4 separate regions of the Mus musculus genome follow, and regions 1, 3 and 4 are each linked to region 2. Evidence: chromatin contacts called from public promoter capture Hi-C data. All regions are on one chromosome and are shown on one strand. The core of a region is the stretch at or near the end of the contact, and the rest is flanking DNA. Distances in the headings are between cores, read along the strand shown. Region 1 holds the start of Shc3 (src homology 2 domain-containing transforming protein C3). Region 2 holds the start of S1pr3 (sphingosine-1-phosphate receptor 3). Region 3 overlaps Gm46414 (a long non-coding RNA gene). Region 4 has its middle 25 kb from the start of Gm52049.

The links. Promoter capture Hi-C pulls out the DNA fragments that hold promoters and counts their contacts.
Region 1: a promoter capture Hi-C map of embryonic stem cells shows a contact between it and region 2, with 7 read pairs. The contact joins the promoter of Shc3 here to the promoter of S1pr3 in region 2. A contact is called at or near these places in 1 of 39 promoter capture datasets (embryonic stem cells), 1 of 484 Hi-C or Micro-C datasets (ventral hippocampal neurons) and 2 of 115 datasets of contacts at active chromatin or transcription factors (embryonic forebrain and forebrain).
Region 3: a promoter capture Hi-C map of second pharyngeal arch cranial neural crest shows a contact between it and region 2. The contact joins the enhancer-like site here to the promoter of S1pr3 in region 2. A contact is called at or near these places in 15 of 39 promoter capture datasets (the 3T3-L1 cell line, 3T3-L1-derived adipocytes, the C10 cell line and 9 more), 2 of 15 datasets of contacts at CTCF or cohesin (large pre-B cells and pro-B cells), 9 of 484 Hi-C or Micro-C datasets (the 3T3-L1 cell line, the MNK3 cell line, cerebral cortex and 6 more), 16 of 115 datasets of contacts at active chromatin or transcription factors (DN3 thymocytes, the NIH/3T3 cell line, SST interneurons and 10 more) and 3 of 9 other capture datasets (adipose tissue, embryonic stem cells and liver).
Region 4: a contact with region 2 is called in a promoter capture Hi-C map of embryonic stem cells, with 11 read pairs. The contact joins the enhancer-like site here to the promoter of S1pr3 in region 2. A contact is called at or near these places in 7 of 39 promoter capture datasets (cranial neural crest, embryonic stem cells, hippocampal neurons and 2 more), 6 of 484 Hi-C or Micro-C datasets (the N1E-115 cell line, cerebral cortex, embryonic stem cells and 2 more), 4 of 115 datasets of contacts at active chromatin or transcription factors (embryonic stem cells, forebrain and neural progenitor cells) and 1 of 9 other capture datasets (embryonic stem cells).

The regions. Positions count from the first base shown.
Region 1 is chr13:51,565,509-51,571,341 of GRCm38.p6, reverse strand. It overlaps Shc3 (src homology 2 domain-containing transforming protein C3), which reads left to right and starts at 1,891. Exons shown (of 12, transcript NM_009167.5): 1 at 1,891-4,371. The coding sequence starts at 3,898.
Region 2 is chr13:51,405,625-51,411,126 of GRCm38.p6, reverse strand. It overlaps S1pr3 (sphingosine-1-phosphate receptor 3), which reads right to left and starts at 2,509. Exons shown (of 2, transcript NM_010101.4): 1 at 2,182-2,509. The region is part of intron 1 of Gm32834 (a long non-coding RNA gene); the gene reads left to right.
Region 3 is chr13:51,257,609-51,263,041 of GRCm38.p6, reverse strand. The region is part of intron 2 of Gm46414 (a long non-coding RNA gene); the gene reads right to left. Among named protein-coding and RNA genes, the nearest start is that of Gm46414, 52 kb to the right of the region's middle. Within about 2 kb of position 3,666, at least 46 of the 459 cell types and tissues checked have an H3K27ac peak or open chromatin away from gene starts, as enhancers often do. A contact at or near this core is called in the MNK3 cell line, the NIH/3T3 cell line, SST interneurons and 4 more, where this site is marked.
Region 4 is chr13:51,611,789-51,617,408 of GRCm38.p6, reverse strand. No RefSeq gene overlaps it. Among named protein-coding and RNA genes, the nearest start is that of Gm52049, 25 kb to the left of the region's middle. Within about 2 kb of position 1,403, at least 60 of the 459 cell types and tissues checked have an H3K27ac peak or open chromatin away from gene starts, as enhancers often do. A contact at or near this core is called in cerebral cortex, embryonic stem cells, forebrain and 4 more, where this site is marked.

The DNA.
Region 1 (5,833 bases), core at 642-3,141, 160 kb before region 2:
GGAAGATGCCTGGCTACAGGTGGTCAGGGGTGAGCAGTTCTCAATGTCAGCTGCCCAGGCAAGGCACTTTCTTGGCATTGTTATAGGATTTCCATCCATATCTCTGGTTAATAACACAGTCCAATAAACTAAGTGAGTTATGAATAAAGATAATTTACCTCTGCTCCTTAGTCTGGTACAGCTGAGAGACCAAATTCTTGGGATTCTTGCTAGCAGAGTCTGAGGTGGCTCAGGGCTTAAGACGGTGAGAGACTGGGAACACGTATGCCTGTGTGCACACACGAGTGTGTGTGTTCAGACTCTCTACTTCTATGTGGTTATATGTGTGCAGGTGCATCCTTGTGTGTGCTTGTGTGGAAGTGTGCCATACCTGCATGTGGAGGACAGAGTATGGCCTCCACTCTCATTTCTTGGATGACAGCCATGTTTTCTTTAAAAATAGCTTTTCATTAGATGCATGTTAGAGCACATGTGTAGGGGGTCAGAGGACAACATCATCTCCACTGTGTGGCTCCTGGGGACTAAATTCCAATCATCAAGGTTGATAGCAATCTTGCTGACCCCATCTTGTTTGTTTGAAATAAGGTCTCTTCTTGGCTTAAAACTTGCTGAGGGGTTGGGCTGGCTGGCTGTGTAACACTGGGTCGTCAGCCCATTTATTTGTTTGTCTGTTAGTATTTTTGGTTTTGTTTTTTTAAATGTTGAGTTTTTGAGGATTGAATTCAGGTCCTCTTGCTTGCAAGATAAAGCATTTTACAGACTGGGCTATTGCTCCTCTACTCTGATGACCTAATCCCAGTCCTGTCCCAGAAGCCCCTCCCCTAAATGACACAGACTAAGCTTTCACCTTTTGAAAGAAAGGTGGCCAGGATTAGACTTCAACATAAGCATCCAGTGAACACGTGATAGTCACAGCATAGCGCAGACTTTGAACATGGCATCTAGAATTATCTATCCTCGTTCTCACTGGTGCCAGTTTGTTTCGAGTTGACAGCCCAGAGCTTGGGCTTTGGGGGATCATGCCTAAAATAAGCGACAGCCAGGCTCCCTAGGGCGAACAAAGGGCTCTCCTGGGACAGGCACGTGAGCAGAGTTCCCCTGCAGGGGCTGTGGAATTCCATCTGACGCATTTGGGCTCTTTAATTTATTTTCTTTTTTCCTGTACACCAAAATATTCGTATCACTTTCCAGCTAACAGCAGCTCTAGCTGTACTATATGATATTCTTGGTATATTAACGTCTAACACCAACGAGTCTAATTGTTGTATGTAAATTTACACCGCCATTCATATTTTCTCAGTCGGCTCCCTCCGTTGGCCTCATAATAGAATCCAAAGTCTCCTTGTTGGCTAAAGGGTTAAATGATGTAGCTTTGGGATCCCCTCCGCTGCTCTGGAGACTTAGCTTGCATAGGTCTTCTTTATTCCTTTATTAGGAAAGACTTCATGGGGAAGAGGCTAGCCTTTGACTGGGTCTTCTGTGTGCATTCATAATAAAAGCTGGTACATTCATGGCTGCTCTGTGAGGTAGAAGAACCAGTGAATGAAAGTTTGGGTACAGCTCACCTCCCAGAGAGTGGTCCTGCTTCACCCGGAACTGACCCGATAGTCTCCAACACCCTTATAAAACTAATTTTCCCCATCTCTCTATACCGGCTTGTTTCTTCCTCCCAGAATTTTTGTAATCAATCTGGGTGGTGTTATTTTTTTTTTTTTCTTTCTCTTTTTTTTTCCCACACTGCTGTTGGATAAAAGATCCCGCCCTTGATTGAAATGGAATCTTCCACTATTGAGCGAGCCTTTGTTGAATGAGTCATCGGCTCAGCCTCTCATTGGCTGAAGCCGCCTGAGCCCAGGGGATTGCCTGGCACCGGCTGCAAGGACCCGCTCCATTCACAGAAACGCTGGCTCGCTCGCCGGCCCTTTCATTCACACAAACAGCATCTCATTCACATTCGGTCTGTTTTTTTTTTTTTTCCTTTTTCTTTTTTTCTTTTTGTCTGCTTCTAATGAAGAAGACCACGGTTTGGGAATGGTGGGGCTGACTTGCTTCAGATTGGAGGGGGACTCCAATCACCATCGAAATCGTCCGTGGGGTGCGCATCTGCTGTTGCTATGCGAGCTAGAGGAAGGGAGAAAAGAGAGTGCGGGGTGGCTGTTCAGCTAGGGCTGCCGCGCGGTTGGAGAGCGGTGGGGACGTGTTTGCTGCGCCAGGGCGGGCCTGGCGGCTCTGCGCTTTTTCGTCCTCTGGAACCGGCCTCACTTGCACGGCCGCCACGGGTGGCTCTCCCTAAACTCCCTTCCTGGGGCTCCCAGAAAGCCTGGGAACCGCACTGCCTCCCGAGATCAGCCCTGGGCGTGAGAAGACTCAGGGTGACCTGCTAGTGTGCTAGAAGGCAAATGCATTCGCTTGCACAGAAGTTACCAGGAAACTTTGACAGCGATTGACTTCTCGGTGGTGCAGGTTATCTGTCTTAACACATGAGGCCACCTGGTAGAGGCCACCGAGGAAGGGCTCAGTGGGTCTCAGAATCTTGGTCAGACCCTCGGGGAGGCTGTCGATGTCCTATTCTCCCAAGCGTCAGGAAGAAGGCCTGTGCGTGTCACTGCAAGCCTGGGCCCGACTCGCAAGGAAGAGGCCATTCTTGCTGTGGATTTGATGGACAGTTAGAGCAGCCGCATTTTTTTTCCTGCCTGACTGCAGGGCTGCAAGCAGCAACTGAAGGGACATTGAAACGGATTGGTAATGCTACTAAGGCATGCTTCCAGGGCTGAAACACATTCACTTGGAATAAAACTCAAAACGCGGCCCTCTTTCTCTCTCTCTCTCTTTTTTTGGCATGGATTTCTGGAGCCTGTTGCCGCTCAGCAGAGATGCAGGTTTTTTTTTGAAGTAGATTTTTCAACTGAACCCTAGCTGAGTACGGCTGCTGACTGCTGTAAATTATTAGGGAAGACCCCCTCTGAGCTGTACTGAGAAGAAATTTCTGTGCTGATTTTTTTTTTTTTTCGTGAATTGGTACAGGAATTGCACCGCCACAGATACATGGCTGCTCTGCTGATCTGAACAAGAAAAGCAAACCACAGGAAACTGACAGGTTTTTTTCTTTCTTTCTTAAATATTCATCTGCTGGTGAAGGGTCCCCCCTCTTTTTTTTTTTCCTACTTAAAATTCTTGCTACTTTCCAAAATCAGGATTCATCAGGATTCGCCTTGAAGACTTCTTTAAAAGCCTTCGTCACATTTGAACGCATCCCTGTCAGACACTTCTGGGCTTCATCCACATGAGCTGAGCAAGGGAAGAGCAAGCCATTGCACGGAATAATGGGTTGCGGAAAGTTCAAGAGATCATTTGACGGGACTGGATTTACCTTTGGCACAGATGCGGGATGGGGAGGGGGTAGGTGAAAAGGCAAAGACTGGAAGGAAATATCTGCGAAGGTAGAAAAAGGAAATTTGAGAACTGATTGGCTGTAGTTGCTGTCAGCGGGTGGATGTCGTTTTCTTCTCTCTCTTTTTGCTACAGGAAGTGATTTGCGGAGCTCACCGAGCCTTTGTTGAGAAGGGTCTCCTCAGAGTGAGTCACGCTTTTGCTGGGAGCAGCCCCGTGCAGCTGGCCGCTCGCTCCATCAGCCGCAACTATGACTTTTGCAAGGCAAGCGTTCCACCCCAACCCTCGGTCTCCAGGGCCCGCGCTGCGTGGCTGCTGCTCTGCTGCCTTGTAACGGTGAAAAGGGCTCGGTCGTCGGCCTCGGCTGTCCCTCTCCGGAAAGGCTGTCCTGGGACTCGGGCTCCTCGTCCCGCTCGGGGGACCGCGGCTCGTGTGCTATGCGCGGCAGTCCGCGCCAGGGCCGGCAGCAGCAGCGCCCGGGTGGATGCGGCGAGCCCACGGAGGGGCATGCTTCCACGCACCAAGTACAACCGCTTCAGGAATGACTCGGTGACATCGGTCGATGACCTTCTCCACAGCCTGTCGGTGAGCGGCAGCGGCGGCAAGGTCTCGGCGGAGCCCGCGGCGAGCCCCTACCTGGTGTCGGGCGAGGCGCTGCGCAAGGCGCCGGACGATGGGCCCGGCAGCCTGGGCCACCTGCTCCACAAGGTGTCCCACTTGAAACTCTCCAGCTCCGGCCTGCGTGGCCTGTCGTCGGCCGCCCGGGAGCGGGCAGGAGCGCGGCTCTCGGGCAGCTGCAGCGCGCCCAGCCTGGCGGCCCCGGACGGCGGCAGCGCGACCCCCGGGTCCCGCGCCCCGGCCGCCAGCATGAGTGCCACCAGGAAGAGCCGGGCCGGCGACGAGCCACTGCCCAGGCCCCCTCGGGGCGCGCCGCACACCAGCGATCAGGTGCTGGGGCCGGGAGTCACCTATGTGGTCAAGGTGGGTAACCCGAGCACACTGCTGGGTGGGGGTCTCGGAGACAGGGTGCGGTGGGGAGGAGGAAGTCAGGGCTGGGGACAGATGTCATTCTCTGAAGCCCCAGGGTTCAGGGACAAGCCCCAGGGAACACAGACGACAGTTGGATGTGAGGAAATAAGCCCTCCTTAGCCATTCTCTTGCTCGACAGGGCAAGGAGAGAATTAGAAATGCTCTGTGTGGGGGGGAAAGGGTGAACTGTCTGGTCACCTCGCATGGAGCCTGCTTTCCCCAAGGCACCGTTGTTGAAGCATGCTTTGGTCACCTGGCTTCATCAGATGTCCCTCTCTCCCTAGAAATCCATCCCTGAGATCATGGTCTGGCCTACTTGAGGTACACTTGTCAAGCCTGGCAGCCAGCCTTCTCCCCGATGAGCGATGTCACAACTTCTGTGTCCTCCCCTGGCGGCGGGGTGGGCCATAGTTACCCCCCAGAGCAAGAGCAACCAGCTTCTAGAGGGCAGGGCAGGAGACACTGCCTTGCTTCCTATAAAAGATGGGTTCTTAGCGTCTTACCCAGAAAGATTTTCTTTGGCTCTGAACTGTTTTGGTTTACAGCCATGGGGAGCATTTGAGACTATTTTTCAGGATGATAAAAGTCTTACCTTTTCATGGACTAAAGAGGGAATGAGGTTGTGGCTCTTGGACCCACCTGAGGGAAAGGAGCTTTTCTTGTAACACAAAAAATGATAATAATTTTAAAGATCCCAACGTAATTGATAGAATCCCCGCAGCTCTCAAGCGTGCCAAGGCCTATAAGGTACCCAGCACAGCTCAGCCCATCTGCCAAGTGCTCATTTCTTCCAGCCAGACCAGCTGCAGCAGACACAGCCATGCTTTGCCCAGATGAGAGCCAGGAGAGAGACCAGGGGCTCATTTCATCGTGCCCCCCCCCCCCCAATGCTCTGCCCCAGGGCACTGCTTTTTCGGTTGAAGTAGATGCTCTCTCAGTCACCTGTGTCAACAAACCTGTGGGACAGACGTCTGGCCTGTAAGCGGTAGTTGCAGATCCAATTTAAAACTTCCATAGGACACTTCTTCAGATAAAATGTAGCATCTTGGCAGCTTGGAACCAAATTCCCTAAGGGGTGCACATTATCTTTGACTGTATAAAACGCATGTAGGGAATGTGGCCGAGGACCTCCCTCTCTTCAGCTTGCTTTTAATTGGTCCTCTCAGCTACTGAACACAAATCACATATACTGTCACTATACTTTCACAAAGGGGGCACAGATCAGCATAATATACGCACATCCTGTTGCGTGTATCTCAGGAAAGGATGACTGCTGATCATTTAACTGATACGTCCAGGGCCCAAAGGGCAAAGCCAACCCGATAAGCAAAGGAAAGCCAACACTGATAACCTCGGGATTAAACTGTGCCTGGAATGTAGTCATTACCTCTGGTAGTCTCCTAATTGCTTCTTC
Region 2 (5,502 bases), core at 1,260-3,759:
GAAGTCCATCCTGGTCACTTCATGTCACATCTAGCCCCACGATAGTGTGTGACTTCTGAATGCACACAGGGGGAAGCTGAGGTTCTTAGTGGCAGAGCCTGGGTAGGCTGGGTGTGAAGGATCTGCCCAGTCCATCCTTCAGGGATGAGGTTTTTATGAGTTGGCCTCTTGTCATAGGTCCCTTAACTAGGAGGTGCTAAGAGCCTCTTGGTTTCTTTACAGCCTAATTGCTTGTAGCTACTGGCATCCCAATACCAGCCTGGGAGCTCGGGTGGAATGTTTAGATAACTCTAAAAGATGGGGGGGAATAGAAGGATTAAGACCCGAGGGTCACAGTCAGCCTGCTGATCACCTCTTCCAAGCACTTGTGCGGAAGAAACAGATCCAAAATTGATCAACATGGAATCGTGAGGGTAGACGTGACGACAGGATTCAAGGAACCCCAACACCACTTCCCAGCTCACACAAACAGCTTGCTCAAGAGTGGCCTTCAGACTTTGATGGAAAAGGAGGGATTCAGCTACCACAAGGGGACCCCGGCGTTTTCAAAATTATGCCACACTCAAAATGTTTATTACTCTTGTAATAGAGATATATACCCACAAACTGTAGGCACTGAGGAAGAAATCTGTGTAACAAAGGATCATGCTTTCTAGAAAAGGGACCAGTCCCTGACTCATGGGAAGCAGGGTATCAGGTCAGTCAGTACGTAAAGCTTTGCAGGAAATGGGAGTTCCTTCATCCAAATATGGTAGAGAACCAGGAGGGTCTCGGTATGGTGTGTGTGTGTGTGTATGTGCATGTGCATGTGCATGCATGTGTGTGTGTGTGTGTTTGTATGTGTGTAGCTGTGTGTGTGTGTGTGTGTGTGTGTGTAAAGAGCAAATGGCTTCGGGGAAATGCTAAGTGGTTATGACGTCAATCTCCCCAAATGCCAGTGGGGGCTTCCTAAGGGCAAGCTCTGATGTATGTGGGCAGACTGACACTGACCAGATGAGAGCATCTGCCAGTCTGCTGATGGAAAGATCTGATGTGAAGGTATATGGCCACACAATACTCCCCCAAGCACTGAGCTCTGCACCCCCTTAAGAAGCTTACAGATCTAGATTCCTCCACAGCTACCCAAACAGAGCGCCTGCGCACAGGCACACACACCACCACCACCACCACCACCACCACCACCACCACCACCACCACCACCACCACCACCACCACCTCAACCAAACAGCCCTGACCACAGCCACAACTTGCCAGGCCTTTACCTGAGGTATGCAACCCCTTGCTCCACTTTCTAGGAATTATATTCTCTTGGCCCTCCCTGTCTGCTTGGTTTTCGTCTATAAAGGATGGAACTTTGAATAGATACATTTTTGTAGGTGGTGATATGCAATACCAGAGACTTCTGGCTGCAGACCTTAGAATGAGTGACTCTGGAGGCTTTGGAGGAGGGGGTGTCAAGAAGAAGAGGTGTTTGTTTAAAGCAAAGGATTCCCTTTAAACAGCTGACGAGAAACCCCCTTTTACATCAAATCTAAGGAACATGGTGTCAGGATTGTTAAAGGCTGGAGAGACAGGGACGCAGAGACCATGTACAGGCACATGGTTAATGGTCACCCTTCCCTTTCTTCTATTTCAGTTAAGAACATATGACACACCAATCTTCTCTCTCATTATCACTTTGCTGGCACCTTGTCTTCTAGCTCCAGGCCTGACACTCCTAATTGCCTAGTTTGAGAAGTGCTAAGAAAACTGGAATTTTGTCACTAATAAAACTTAAAAGAATCATTTGCTTTCTCCCAGAGGGAAAACCCACAGCCGTTCCCAGTGCCCAGGTTTTCTTCTCCTAAGATTGTCTAACTTCTTAATTAGCCAAGTAAAGCAAGAATCTTTCCCTTGGACAGCCTGCTCACTCTGCTCCGAGTTTACAAACACATTTAGAAAGCCCTGGTTGTTATTTAAAGGAACCCTATACCTCTCCACCAGCTCCAACAGGCGGTTATGTCCTGTTCTCCGGGATATGAACAGGAGGGGGTGGCCGAAGCGAGGCACTCGCGAGCCCAAGTCACTCTGGTGCCCCGACTTGGTTGAAATTTTATCCAAAAAGGGGGTTCGGGTGAACCCCCAGGCGCTCAACCCGCGACTCTGGTCTGTGCAACCCCGGGATCCGGTCCCGCCGCTCACCTCGTTCTGCAAGGCGCATCTGGGCTGGTTGCATGCTGCCGTGTCTCAGCTAAGACTCCCGTCTAGGGGCTCCTCCGGAGGTCGCTCGTGGCCTCAGGTTTCTCTCCCGCTAGGCTTGTCCAGCCACCTTGCTCAGCACCCGGACCTTGTCGCCTGCCCCTGAACTTGTTCTCCCAGACTCTGCCCCAGAGAATCCGAAGGCAAACTTTTGCCACTGCCCTCCGGGGCGGGGCCCAAACTCACCCCGCCTCCTGCCGCCCCTAACCCAAGCTTCAGAGCTTCGCGGGCTGGTCCCCAGATACGCCCTGGTTCCCAGCCACGTCCCCGCCTCGGGCTACGTCCCCGCCCAGTCTCTGGATTACTTCTCTGCATCCGCGCTGTCTGGACTCTGGGACTCGGGCTGGGGCTCTTCAACCCTCTGTATCCCTCTGCCCCTATTCCTCTGCCGATCATCTACCCCCACCCCCAAACCTATACTCTGACTCCAAGGTTCTGCGTCTATCCTGCTAATTTTAAGTGCTCCAGAACCCAGCAGCTGCAGATACCTAACCGGGTGCAGAACTGGGCTTGGGTAGATATCTACCTAAGTGTCCAGAAGGATTTGAGCGGATTCTTATTAATACTGTTACTCACCTTGAGGTGACCAGTGTTAACTATACTATCTTTAACCTGAAATCAACCGACTACCAGCTTGAGCTGGTAAGCTAAGCCCCCTGCCCCTTTGGACTCCTGCCCCTGCCCCCATCCCTTTCGGAGCTGAAGGCAGGGACCCCAGCCTCTTGTGCATTTCAGGTCCTGACTCCTGTGTCTTGTCTACCTTAGTTAACTGTACCCAGTCTACTCCTGCGCTCTGGGCAAGCCTCACCGGCCATGTGGGGAGAAATGAGAATCTTTGGGGGGAACCGCAGGCACAATTGTCAGTTACAAAGGAAATGCAAAAGATCTCCAGACCAGCTTGGGGAAGGAGAGGGGAGAGGAAGCAGACCGCAGCTAAATTCCCGAGCAGGCAGGGTTCCAGGTCCCTGCTACCTTTTCTCTGGGGCTTTCTTGCCTACAGAAGATGAATTTACCGCTTTCTTGGGATTCATCTGGCATGTAAAGGCAGCTCTTGGCCGGTCTTGGCCTTCTCTGTTGTCTGGTGAGACGCACAAGCCCTCCGGGTCACAGGAGCCAGGCTGCAGAGCTCCAGCTGCCTTGGCTGCTCAGTAGCAGCGCGATTCTCCTGAGCTCTGGTCCTACTGCCTAGCCTCCCAAATTTGCCTAGTGTCTTGGACACAGCTGGGGAAAGCTAGTTCTCTCCCCAAGTGCAGTGAGAATGGGCGTGTCTCTGTATACTTGACTCCTACAGCATCCAGTTAAAGAAAGCAGAGGTGGCCACAGTTGAAGATGCTTCTGTAGCTGTTTCTGCAGCCACTTCCTGAGGCCAGGGTAACAACAGTTTCTTGGTCGCTATGTCTAACCCCACAAAAAGGCCTGGTGCTCTAGCTGTTTCTCACTGTGTCACCATCACTGCCCCGGCTGCTGGAGGTGTGTTTTATACAGCATCTGTCTCTCCATTCCCCGGGTAAATGGTCCTCTGGATAGAAGAGGGTGACCCTGAGTCTCTCTATGACAGCTCCTCCAGCCTCAGACACCAGACTCCCACAGCCTGAGAGGTACCAGGGCTCTTACTGCTAATGACAGTCTTTCCTAAGAGTGATTCCACCCACAGCATCCCTGTGGTATCCCTGAAACCTGTCTTTCAATGAGGTTTCTTTTCCCTCCAAGTTTCCTAACCAGAAGCAGCCATCTTCCCAGTCCAGGCCTCCTTCTCCCTGTCTTGTTCCTTGTTGTGATGTCTGTTCTGATGGAGGCTCTAGCTCTCACTGCTGTGATGGAGGCCCCTCCCCTGTCTGCTGTGATGGAGACCTTTCTTCTGTGGACCATGCTAGTGACCTTACCCCTCCTGCTGTTCTGTATCTGGGCTTTAAAGCTCAGATACTCAGCTCTCAGTGGGTCTCTAGGTCCATAGAGCCCGCTACAGGCAGATTTCTCCAAATGCATCTTCCCTTGGGTGTTGCTGGCTGATGAGAGAAAAACCAACTCATAACCTCAGCAGGAACAGCAGAACGAGGGGATCCATGTTCTGCAACCATCCCCAGAAAGGACAGAATCAGACAGGTGTGTCAGAAAGTAAAAGTGTGTGAGCTAGCGAGCTGACCAATCACACAGTTCCGGCTAGAAACTAAGAAGCGGTTGGTTTTCCGTGGAGAGGTCAGCAGGTGCCTGATTATGCTTCCTCCCCTGGCCTGAGCCTTGGGGGACTTACATACTTCCTGAACACCATTCTCAGCATGCTTGTGAGAATGTTTGGGTGAGATAAACATCTGTCTGCTGCAGTATATGGCTGGCCAGCGTGCGGAGGCTTTGTCCGATCCCTGTGGGCATGAATAGACAGTTCAGAAGACCGAGGGCCAATCCCGGTAGTTAGAGAGTCCTCCCTGCTGGTTGTCTTTGGCTTACCCACAGCAGTGCATATGGCTTTAGACTTGACTGGGGCATTAACTCCGTAGGGTTTGGTTTATTGCCCCCCCCCACGTGTGAGTCATTCCCTCCCGGAGAGTGTGTTTGTGCTACATGCATGTTCATACATGTTTATGTCCTATTGGGTTGTATTTCTGAAGCACTCTGACATTTGGTATCATGGTTCCAGAGAAAAGGCTGAACTTATTGTAGATAGGCAGCATGGGAGAAAGGAACTCGCTTGAGACAATACTGGGGGCTTGGGTCTTGTGGTCACTCTGCAACTTGACAGACAACCTCAAGCCACTTCCTCTCTGCCGGTACGCACCACTCAGATCTGGGGAGAGATGGCCTTGTATTCGAAGCTGGCCCTGGGCTTGTGGAATGGAGCATGGCCCTGTGTGCCACACGACCCTATTGGGGAGCACGGTGATCCTTTGACTCACTGCCACAGCCTTCACAGGGGAGTTCATTCCGTGACAGCCATCGGCCAACGCCAAGTGACTAAAGTGCCTTGTCCTCATCACCACACTCCTACTCTGTCCTGTAGTCATCCTTGAGGTCAGCCAGGAGTTCCAGGAACTGTTCTTCTCACAGTTTGTGTTTTAGAAAGACGTTGACAGTATTCAGAGACACTCATAGACACGTGTCTGTGTGGTGTGTGCTATGAGAACTCGTGAGATGTGGATTGTGTGCAGCGTTATCTGTAATGAGAAGAGTGTGTGTGTGTGTGTGTGTGTGTGTGTGTGTGTGTGTGCGTGCGCGCGTGCGCAGGTGCTCCCTCTTGTGATATGAGTGTGGTGATTAGTGTGGTATGTG
Region 3 (5,433 bases), core at 2,417-4,916, 150 kb after region 2:
AGACTATTTCTTATCGCTCATTTAATTTGGTTATCTTGCTTTACAAGTTGCTCCTCTAAGCAGCCAATCTGTTTTGTTTTTTTGTTTTTCAAAAAGAAGTTCGGGTAACCTCTGGAAAGGGGACTAAGAGGCCAAGGGCCATCTGACTCATCCTTCTTCTTGCCACTGTGCACGTTATTTTGGGATGTGCAACTGACACCGGTGGACTGGAACTTTCTGTGCATCAGTCATCCTCTCTCACCAGCTTGGATCTCCTTAACATCTTTCAGGACCAGCTCGATTCCTTGACTGCTGCAGCATCCCCAACCTAAAAAGAAATAGGTCTGGCTCCTGGAATGAGACTGGTGCCCTCCTCTGCATACTTCCAGGCCAACAAGCCCAACGCGACAAAGATAGGGACCAGAAAAAAATCAACCCCAAGCCTTCTCCTGTGTGCAGGCTTCCGGTTCCCTACTTTCCCCGCTCCTCCCCTGGATCACTTCTTCCCTCTTATTATCGCCATACTTTCTGCTTTCACCCTGTCTTTTATATGTCTTACTTACTGACCCTCCTCCTCCTACATCCTACATTCTGCCGTAGCTCTCCCCCAGAACAGCTCCACGTGTTCCCGACACATCTACAGTAAGACATTTTACTGTGGAGAATCTCTGGCTAAAAGGGACCTTCAACCCTTTCACCTGGGGCCAGTTCTTTCCATTAGTCCTGTTTCCTCCCCGTTCCCCTCCTTTGATGCTCTGTTGCTCCCTGACTTCTGCTGGCTTTTTTTTTTTTTTTTGAGCCAGCAATTCTGGCAATGGGACGAATCACTGTCACCCTGAATCAATTCGATGTCTCTCTCACGCCCATTCCAGTGTCTCTCACCTCTGCCCCTTTCTATCCCCCAGCCTGCCCAGAAAATCTCTCAGTTCTACTCTGTAACTGAAACCTGTGCTTACAGCCCTTTAATAGTGATTTCCCACGACTCTTCAGGAATGCAGGATGGCAACTGCCTCATCCACTTCCGGCCGATCAAGTTAAGACCCTCTCCTCCCCACTAGAGGACCAGAGGACCCCCTCCTCAACTAACCCCACTGACACAGACCCTCCTCAGCAGAAAACAGCTATAAACACTCCTGCCCTGCATGAATTATGTCCGCTCAGAGTTAAGGGTGATAGTTTCCCACTGAAAAACTACACTTCCCAGCTTCCCTTGTGGACTGCATAAGCCATGTCTGCCCCCACAGGGGGCCACATGACTTTCTTCGGTAAGGATTTTGGCGATCTGCACACATGACTGACAATAATGCTCTCTTATTGTGGATAAATATGGTTCGCCCAAGACTCTCTTTCTTCCCACCTTCCGTCTCTCCACAGCTGCTTTAAGTAATCTAACAATACGTTCATGTTTTTATAGAGGAAAGCACACGTGTACGGGGGAATTGCTCCAGAAACCTATTAGTGGTTGCCTCAGTCCCAGATTGTGGAACCTGGTGCTTATTTTCCCACGACAAAGCTCCACTGTGGAGTGGAAGGGCCTTTGTCCTTCGTAACTCTCCTGTTCGTGACTGACTAGCCCTCAGAAGTACACATGAGCTTATTTTATAACAACAACAAAAAAAAAAAAAAAAAGCAGGGTGCCTAGTCAGACTCATTACCTGTCTATGTAGCTAAGGATAACCGGAAATGCCTGGTTCCCCTGCCTCTGCCTCCTGAGTGCCGGGATAACTCAGATGGTGTGCCTCTACATTGGGGTTATGCAGTGCTGAAGTTTTATGCGCGCCAGGCAAGCACCCTGCCCTGAAGACTGAGCTACATCGCCTAGGCTGGCAGCAGCTCTCCCCAAGCAGACGATCCTTGGAGGAGCCTGGTGTAATTATCTTGCGAGTTGCTTTCAGAAACAGAGGGCCTCTCCTGCTTCCCAAAGTATAGGTCACAGAGAACAAAGCCCTCTGGGTTGTATAACTGCTACCCTATACCACAGGAAATGAATGGCCACAGCACAGGTAGCCAGCTTGGGAGTGGCATAAAAATGATGTCCCTACAAACAAATTATACCCTAGGGCAAAACCAGAGTCCCCGTGCCTGAGATCTAGGCATGGCTATGGACAACAAAAACAAGACCAGTGTAATTACTTCTAATGTGTAATCACTGCTAAGACCCAGCCTTACAGTCCCCCAGCCTGCCTGCCAACAGTTAGGCTCCTCAGAAAATAGATGGCCCTAGATGGAGGGGGCTTTTTGTAAAATGACTCTTTCCCCCAGGGGCCAGAATAAGGTGTTTTCTGCTTCTTGTTTCTTATCTGGGTCAGGTTGACCACACAAGGGCATGGAGAGATGAGATGCCCATTGCAAATAAGTGTGCTGGGCTTAAGAAGAGAGATGGCTCACAGTGGCTTGTTCCTTCTGCAAAGCAAACCACATACAATGGTGTGGTCAGCTCTGGACACAGGGTGGGACCCGCCTGTGACATCTCATGTCACCATGCCTTGGGCAGGAAGAATTTTAAAAGCCGGTTCTCCTTCTCATCCTTCACTATGGTTAAAGGGATACATCTTTCTCGGCTTCGTTCCTTATGTTAGACCTGCTACTGAGAAACTCGGAATGCTTTGGCTTGGAGGAGGGATCGCCTGGCTTTGGAAACTGTGTCATCAGGAATCACCAACCATGAAGCCACCAGGAGCAGCATCTACAGCAGGGCCAGGGCCTGAAGGGCCCCCTGCCCACCTTGAGCACTCTGAGAGCCTTTTCTGGACCTTTGGTCAGGAGGATTCTCCTATAGCATACCCTTGGAACACTTAGCACCCTCCCATTGAATCGCTGTGCTTAATGTTCATCTCTCCCTCCAGAAATGCACAAGGGACACTAGGCGACTTGATTGCTACCAGATTCTATGTGCCTGGAGCAGGGCTTTGCACACATTAGGAGATATACTCACTGAGCAAATGGACAAAAGGAGATGGGTACTCAGCGACATTGTTGGGTGAATGGGAGGATGTGTGTACGTACAAAAGATTAAAGGAGGGGTTTATAAAGGGCTGGATAAAGAGATGGGGATATAAATTAATCGATATTAGCGCGAGACAAACGGAGATATAAAGGACAGACAGACAGAAGGGTGGCTGACGCACTGCTGACTACTCTGCTGTAGTGAGAAGACAATAATGACCAAAAAGCAAGTTATGGAAGGAGTTTATCTTGGCCTGAGGTTCCAGAAGGGTAAAAATCCATTGAGGCCGTGTAGCACGACAGCACGGGCAGCAAGAAAGGCAGGAGGAGCCAGAAGCCGCAAGTTTACATCTTCAAACACGAGTACAAAGCAGACCTAGCAAATGGGAACTAGGAGGAGGCTGTGTCACCTCAAAGCCTTCTCCTGTAATGTGCTTCCTCCAGCAAGGTTCACCACCTCTCCAAACAGCACCATCAGCTGGGGACCAAGTGTTCAAATCCCCAAGTCTACGGGGGACATGACTCATTCAAACCTCAGCAGATGGATGCTTGGCTAGGAAATGGATGGATGTAGAGAGGTGGGTGGAACTCACAGGTCCCTAACTTATAAACTGACCTCCGCCCAGTGTGGATATGAGTAAGGACTGCTGGTATGGAGAGGTAGGCAATGGAATCTCTGCTCCAGATGCGCTGAGTAGAGCAAAGAGCTTCATCCCTTGAGAAGCCCATGGCTGTCAGGCAGCCTCCTGGGCCTCATCTGCAAGAGCTTAAACAGAACAAAGCTTAGCCTGTCTCCATATGGCCGCCTCACCCTATAAACTGTGCGTGTATTTATGTAACACTTCAGGCTTGATGGGGACCAGATGTGATCAAACACTAGTTTGTGCTGCCTGGGAATGCTGAAATGCCAACCTATACATTTTTTTTTCTTTAACGGATGCTTGTCCTTAGCAATCAGTCTTTAAATCTTAGCTTTGAGCGCTGATACGCATCCATTAACTTCATTCTTTGGCCGAGCAGAAACATCTGGCAGCTTCTATTGGATTTGTTATGATTATGAAAGAAATCCATCCATGTAAAAACTTTCATTATCAGTCAGCCTAGCACAATACAAGAAAGGGAACACTGGAGAGGTGGGGGAGGGGGCAGAGAAGAGAAGTGACTTGTGCTATGCCCTGCTGCCCCTCACTTGGGTGACACACTGGTTCTACCCAGAGCAGAGTTTTCTAATAACGATCTTAAGAGTTGTCGTTTACTGACAGCTTCCATTATTCTAGTCACTGGGCCTCATGCTGAGTCGTAATTGCAGATCTCCACCACAACCATTCTCTTTCCCAGATGGGCAAATGGCCGCACAAAGCTGCCTTCTACTGCAGCGGTGTTTTACGGGGAGGGAGATAAGACCCCAGCCTCACTTTTCTGACTCTGAAGTGTCACCAATTCTGTGAATGTGGAAAGGGCTCTTCCCATCTTTAAAGTAAGGAAGCTCAGCTGAGTTGCTTTCCCACGTGGGTGTTCTTTGCATGCTCCTGTCTGCTGATCCCTCTTTGGCAATCAAGTGTTCTCTAAGGAAGATCTTGGGCACCCATCAGAACATCCCAGGGTCTAGGGAGACTCGGGACAAGATCCCTGCTTATCCCTGGATCTCAAAAATAGCATGGTCCCATGAAAGTCTTCTTGGTACCTTGACAATTTCAGACAGAACTTGGCACACAATGTTTGTTGAGGGGCTAGGGGGATGGCACAGTTGGTAAAGTGTTTGCTACATCAACATGGGGACCTGAGTTTGAATTTTCAGCACCTCCAGAAAAGCCTGGGTACATAGGCACATAGCTAGTACTAAGAGGCAGAGACAGGATGACCTCTGCGATCCTCTGACCAGCTAGCCTAGCAGAACTGGGGAGTTTCAGGTCCACTTTGCTTCAAAAAATAACATGGAGAAGAGTGAAAGGAAACACCTGATGTCAACCTCTGGCTTCCACAGCTGCACATGTGCACACACAAGAACATACACACACCTATAAAATACACACTTACACCACCACACCTATAAAATACACACACACATATATATACCTATAAAACACATGTACACCTATAACACACACCACATCTATAAAACACACACATACACACACACCTATAAAACACACTATAAAACACACACATACATACACACACATACACACATACCTGTAAAACACACACACACATACACACATGCCTATAAAACCCACACACATACACACATACCTGTAAAACACACACACACATACACACATGCCTATAAAACCCACACACACACACACACACAATGTTTACTGAGTCCTATGGCCTCCACGCTGCATTTGAAGAGTATCCACTCTACCGACCCAGGTATGATCCAGCCCGTCTGGTGTCCTGCTCTGCAGAGCTCTGTCTTCTCACTCCACAGATAGACTACCAGTACAGACACTTCTAGTACTCCATCCCACTGCTGCAGGGAAAAGATCCCAACCACTCCTCCAT
Region 4 (5,620 bases), core at 154-2,653, 210 kb before region 2:
TGTGTGTGTGTGTGTGTGGTGTGGTGTGGTGTGTGTGTGTTATTTTAGGATAAGTATAAAGTCTTTAGTTTCCTGGGTAAACAGAAAGGGAATTGTTTTTTTGTTTTGGTTTTTTTTTTTGTTTTTTTGTTTTTGTTTTTTTTTTTTTTTGTGGGTGTTTTTGCTTTATTGTGTTTGAGATGCAGTCTCATTCTAACCCAACCTAGCTCGTAACTGTTAGTGTGGCCCAGGTTGGTCTTGAACTCATGATCCTCCTGCCTTAGTGGCCAAAGTGCTGGGCTTGCAGGCACTGACCTCCACTCCCCACTAAGAAAAATCTACCTGTCTGATGTCTTAACAACTGGATCCTGTAAATTATGCATGTGTGTATGCATTATGTTCTTAAAGCAATAAGAACCAAAGAAGAATATTAAGACACCAATAAAAAGTAGCCATTCATCTCGTGACTCACAAACCAACACACGGAGAGACACTGCCAACATAGGCACAGCAGGAGACTGCAGCCCTCAGCATCCCACAGGCACACTGAGTTTGGCAACCGCCCATGCATACGGATGCCTTTGTGGGAGGCCCGGGGAGCTCAGCAGAGAGGCTTCAATACCTCATTAGAGGAAGGGGGTGAGGGTTGGGAGGAACAAGCCTGTCAAGGAGAGTAGATGAGGCAGGTTCACTGTCTCATAGGCCGGTCCCCATCTGCAGAACTCAGTGACAAGAGCATCCTCCTGCGGTGACTTCTCTAAGGAGGGAAAACAAGAACACAACGAATGCCTGGTTTCCTGGTCACGTGGGAGCCCAACAGGCGTGGTTCTGTTTTGGTCTACTCAAACCCTTTGCCTCTTCCTGAGTAAATAGCCTGGGGCTAGGCAGGAAAGGGGGTGGGGTGGGGGAGAAGGGGCGGGGTTCATAATGACAGGGTCTCGAATCCAACAAAGAATGATTGGTCATCCAGATACCTTGGAAGCTCTGAGAGGTCAGTCACATCCCTCCACCACTGCAGTTGCTCCTGCTAGAAGTCTAGATGGGTCTCGGGGAATTCTGTATACATCCCAATAGCTAGTGGTCTCCCATAAACTAACGCTGATAGTCAACTTGGTGGCATATAGGGTCACATAGATTACCTCCTGGGCGTGCTTATGAGGGACTTTGTTAAGTTAGCCTCTGGGTGTGTCTTATCTAGATTGGGCTAGTTGAGGTAAGAAGACCCACCCCAAGTGAGTGTGACATCATCTCGTGGGCTAGGATTCTAGACTTAAAAAAGAGAGAGTGAGGAGGGCACTGGCGTTCATCTGTTTCCTGACTGTGGCTGCCCTGCGACCAGCTGTCTTGCACCCCCTCTAGGATCTCCACAGTATGATGGACCAGCCGGTGAGCAGAATAAACTCCTCCTTCCATTGCTTTTGTTAGTCATTGCATCACGGAAGTGAGCGAAGAGTTGTCCAACACAGTGTGCATAAGCCTTTGTTTGTTGCCCCAAGCACATGCAGGCGACCAGCTGGACTTTGCCGAGCTGGGAGCAGGCTACTAACCTTGAACACTCAGGGCACCGTCCCAGGGAAAGGGAACAACTCAGAGCTTGGCTTAGCTTTACGAGATTCAGATGAGGTTTATATTTCCAAGGCATTTCCCAACTGTGAGCCAAAGGGATAAAGTCACAGAAAAGACCAGAGGGACTCCCAGAATCCCTAGCTCGGGTGAGTAGTGGATGCCTGTCTCTTTCAAAGCCATTCAGTAATGACTGGACACGCCTGCTTTTCCAGATGTGTCGGTAGCAACACAAGGCTTCAAGAACACGGAAAATCAGAAATGTCAGTGAGCTGTAAGGGAACACACAGAGGTCATTGTGAGACCACTCTCCATGGATGGAATGAGAAGTTCTGCAGAGGTGGAAACCTAAAAACAAAAAAGAAAACCAAAAATCCTAGAAGTTTTGGAACTGAGGAATGCATGGAGTAAGCTTAGAAGCATGATAGAGGTACAACAGCAGGCTTGACTAAGCAGGAAAACGATTCTGTAATCTTGAAAAGGGCCACTTGAAGTTTTCCCTTTAGTCAGAGAAAAGAAAATTCAGAATAAAAACAAGTGAAGGGAGCTTATAGATTTCTGAGACTTCCCAGTGTGGGCCGGCATGGACATTCTGGGAGTTCCACAAGGAAAAGAGAAAGATCGATCAGAAGAAAACTTGCTTGAAGAAATAATAGCTTCCAAATGATAAATCCCCAACTATTGAGAAAGATGTGGACACCAAAGCTCGTGAATTCAAAGCTTTTAAAATAAGATTACACTAAGATATATAGTGGTCAATTTATTAAAAGTCAGACAGAATTTAGAAATTACCAAGAGAAAAGATTCCTGCCACCTGCATCAGGACCCTCACAAGGCTATCAGCAGATTTCTCTGCAGAAGTCCTATAAGGGGAAGAGTGGAATACTGTGAAATCAATGACACACACATACACACACACACACACACACACACACACACACATCAGCTCTGAGGACATAGAAGCTGGATGGGGAAGACTTTCCTGCAAGCAGAAGCAGGAATGGCTATACTTATGCAAAGTAGGCTTTAAGTAAAAATCTGCCATAAGGCACAGTGGTCATTTGACCATGGCCAATGTGTGGAGCAAACAAGAATACAGGCAGATGCACTCACCGTAACAGTACAGAAGTGTATAAAGCAAGTATATCAGCAGAATTGAAGGAGCGTACAGACAGCAATGGCTCACAGTAGTAGTCTTTAACATCTCACTTTCAAAATAGATACATCATTGAGGAAAAAAAAAAAAAAAAAAAAAGCCGGGCGTGGTGGCGCACACCTTTAATCCCAGCACTTGGGAGGCAGAGGCAGGCGGATTTCTGAGTTCGAGGCCAGCCTGGTCTACAGAGTGAGTTCCAGGACAGCCAGGGCTACACAGAGAAACCCTGTCTCGAAAAACAAAACAAAACAAAACAAAACAAAACAAAACAAAACAAAACTCAACAAGAACTTGAATAACACTGTAACACTCAGACCCACAGACCTGACACACAGAGATTTCGCCCAACAGCAGCAGGATGTGTATGCTTCTCAGATGCAAACCATAGGACAGATCATACGCCAAAAAATTGATTTTGGTAGCAAGTTTAAGAAGATTGAATGCTGGTAACCCGTAGTCCCAACACATGGGAGGGTGATGCAGGAGGGTTGCTAGAAGTTTAAGGTCAGCCTGGGCTACACGGTGCATTCTAGGTCATCCTGGGCTACAGAGTGAGACACTGTTTCAACAAAAATAAGAACAGAAGAGAAGCTTGAGTACTTATCATATATCTTTTCTGGTCAAAATAGAAACGAGATCACCAACAAGAGGGAGCCTCTCAAGGGTGGGCCACAGACTCTTGAGCATCCTAAGGGTAGAAGATCCCGGGAAGGAAAGAAAAAACGGTATGAGGTGAGCAAAAATGAAACCACATCTTAAAGGATGCAACTTCAGAGAGGGGAATTACCAGTGACGTCTGCCTATATTAAGAAAAAGGAAACTTCTGGAATAAATAACTTGGCTTTACATATGACACCACAGAGAGTAAATATCATTGGTGGTTATCCTAATACATGCAGAAAATGTGTCTAATGAGACTTCTTTCTTTTTGAGGCCACAGAGGAACTAAGCCTGATGGGGGACATGGCAGATACCAAATGTTGGTGAAGAAACCAACTTTTCCGCACCATTATACCATTATATAAAACTGGGAAGAATCCTTACAAAGTTAAAAAAGGAATTGCTATGTGACCCAGAAAGCTCCAAGAAAATAAATTTGGGGATCTGATCCCTTCAACCTGTGTTCACTCATAGAGTTATTCCTGTCTAGACATGTGAGTCAATGTATGTGTCAATCGACGACTGCATGAGAAAATATCTCGTGAAATATTACTCAGCCTTGAAAATGGAGAAACCATTCCATGTATGAAGCCATGGCTAAGTGTGGTGAGCATGGTGCTAAGCTAAATGAGCCAGACACAGAAAAGATACAGGACCTTGGTTATATAGCCATCAAAATATATTGGCTCAAGAGAGCAGAGAGTAGAATGGGAGCTCGGGGGAGGAGGGATGAGGCTGGGACTGAAGGCGGTTCAGTTCCAGCTATGCAAGATGAGTGCATCCTGGATACCTAATGTCCAGATGTCTGTCTGTAGCTGGTGCCCGCTGGACTGTGCATTTGAACATGACTGAGGGAGGCTATCTTAGATGTTCTTACCACAGACAAAGAGACAGCAACCACGGGAAGCAATGGATGCGATGACAGGCAATTATTTCAGAATGTACACGCACACCCATCAAAACATGGCATTGCACAGTCTAAGCATATACAATTTTTGCCAATTATGTTTAAGTAAACCTCAGAAACACACATCCTTGGAAAAATAGAAGTTTAGCCCAGGGTAGCATCGAACCCATGTGACCCAACACAATGAAACGGTAGAGCAAACAAAGATGGCAGAGCAGATGTCCGTGGAGGAGAATGGCTCAGGGCACAGGCTCCAGAAACACCCTGCTCCCTGGAGCAGCATCAGCAGCAGTGACTTCACGAGGTTCTCGGTACTCCCAGATCTTCTGGATCAGGAACTCCAGGGCACCACCACAAGCCTCCACAGGGGCAGGGACACTCTGAGAGACATCCCTAAGAACAAGCTAGAATATCTTCTCTCCTGCTCCATATTGACCTAAGCTCAGTCCTTGTGTCTGGAATAGGGAACGACTTGTTCTTCTAAAATAAAACCTCATCTAGAATAAATCTCAGCCATGAAAGGTATTTAATGTAAATATATAATTAATTAAAGGGGAAGAAAATCATGGATACGTACTCCCTGTGCCCAGTTTGGGAACTACGACGGTGCTGGGTGGTAGAGCTAGCTATTACATCTCAGAGCAATGGCTTTTAGGGATAGAGGCCATTGGGCAGTGAGGTTTTTTGTTTGTTTGTTTGTTTTGTTTTGTTTTGTTTTAATAACAAAATCTTTCTTTGGGTGAGAAGGCTCAGCAGTTAAGAGCACTGGCGGATCTTGCAGAATATCTGACACCTACCCAGTGGCTCACAACCACCTGTAATTCCATTCCCAGGGGGACCTCATGTCCTCTCTGGCCTCCTCAGGAGCTGCATGCATGTGTGCACACGCCTTTAATCCCAGCACTTGAGAAGCAGAGGCAGGCGAATTTCTGAGTTCGAGGCCAGCCTGGTGTACAGAGTGAGTTCCAGGACAGCCAGGGCTACACAGAGAAACCCTGTCTTGAAAAAAACCAAAAAACAACAACAAAAAACCCAATAGCCCGCAGTATTGGTTAGATTTAAACTATTTCAAGGTAGAAGCATAGTTTTAATTCATTACACAGCTCCACATGTGCTCTGGCTTATAGATTTCTCATCTATGCCTTACAGGAATCAGACCTTCCTAAAAAACTTCAGACTCCATACTACTGTTTGGAACATATTAGTTTCAATTATTATTCGGAGCTTCCATGTTTTTTGGTTTTCGTTGTTGTTGTTTTTTTTTTTTTTTAATTCATAGGGTCCTCGTTTAAATTCTCTGCTTCACTTCTTTCTCTATTTTTTTTTTCTTTTTGCAGAAATGTCTGAGACGCAGG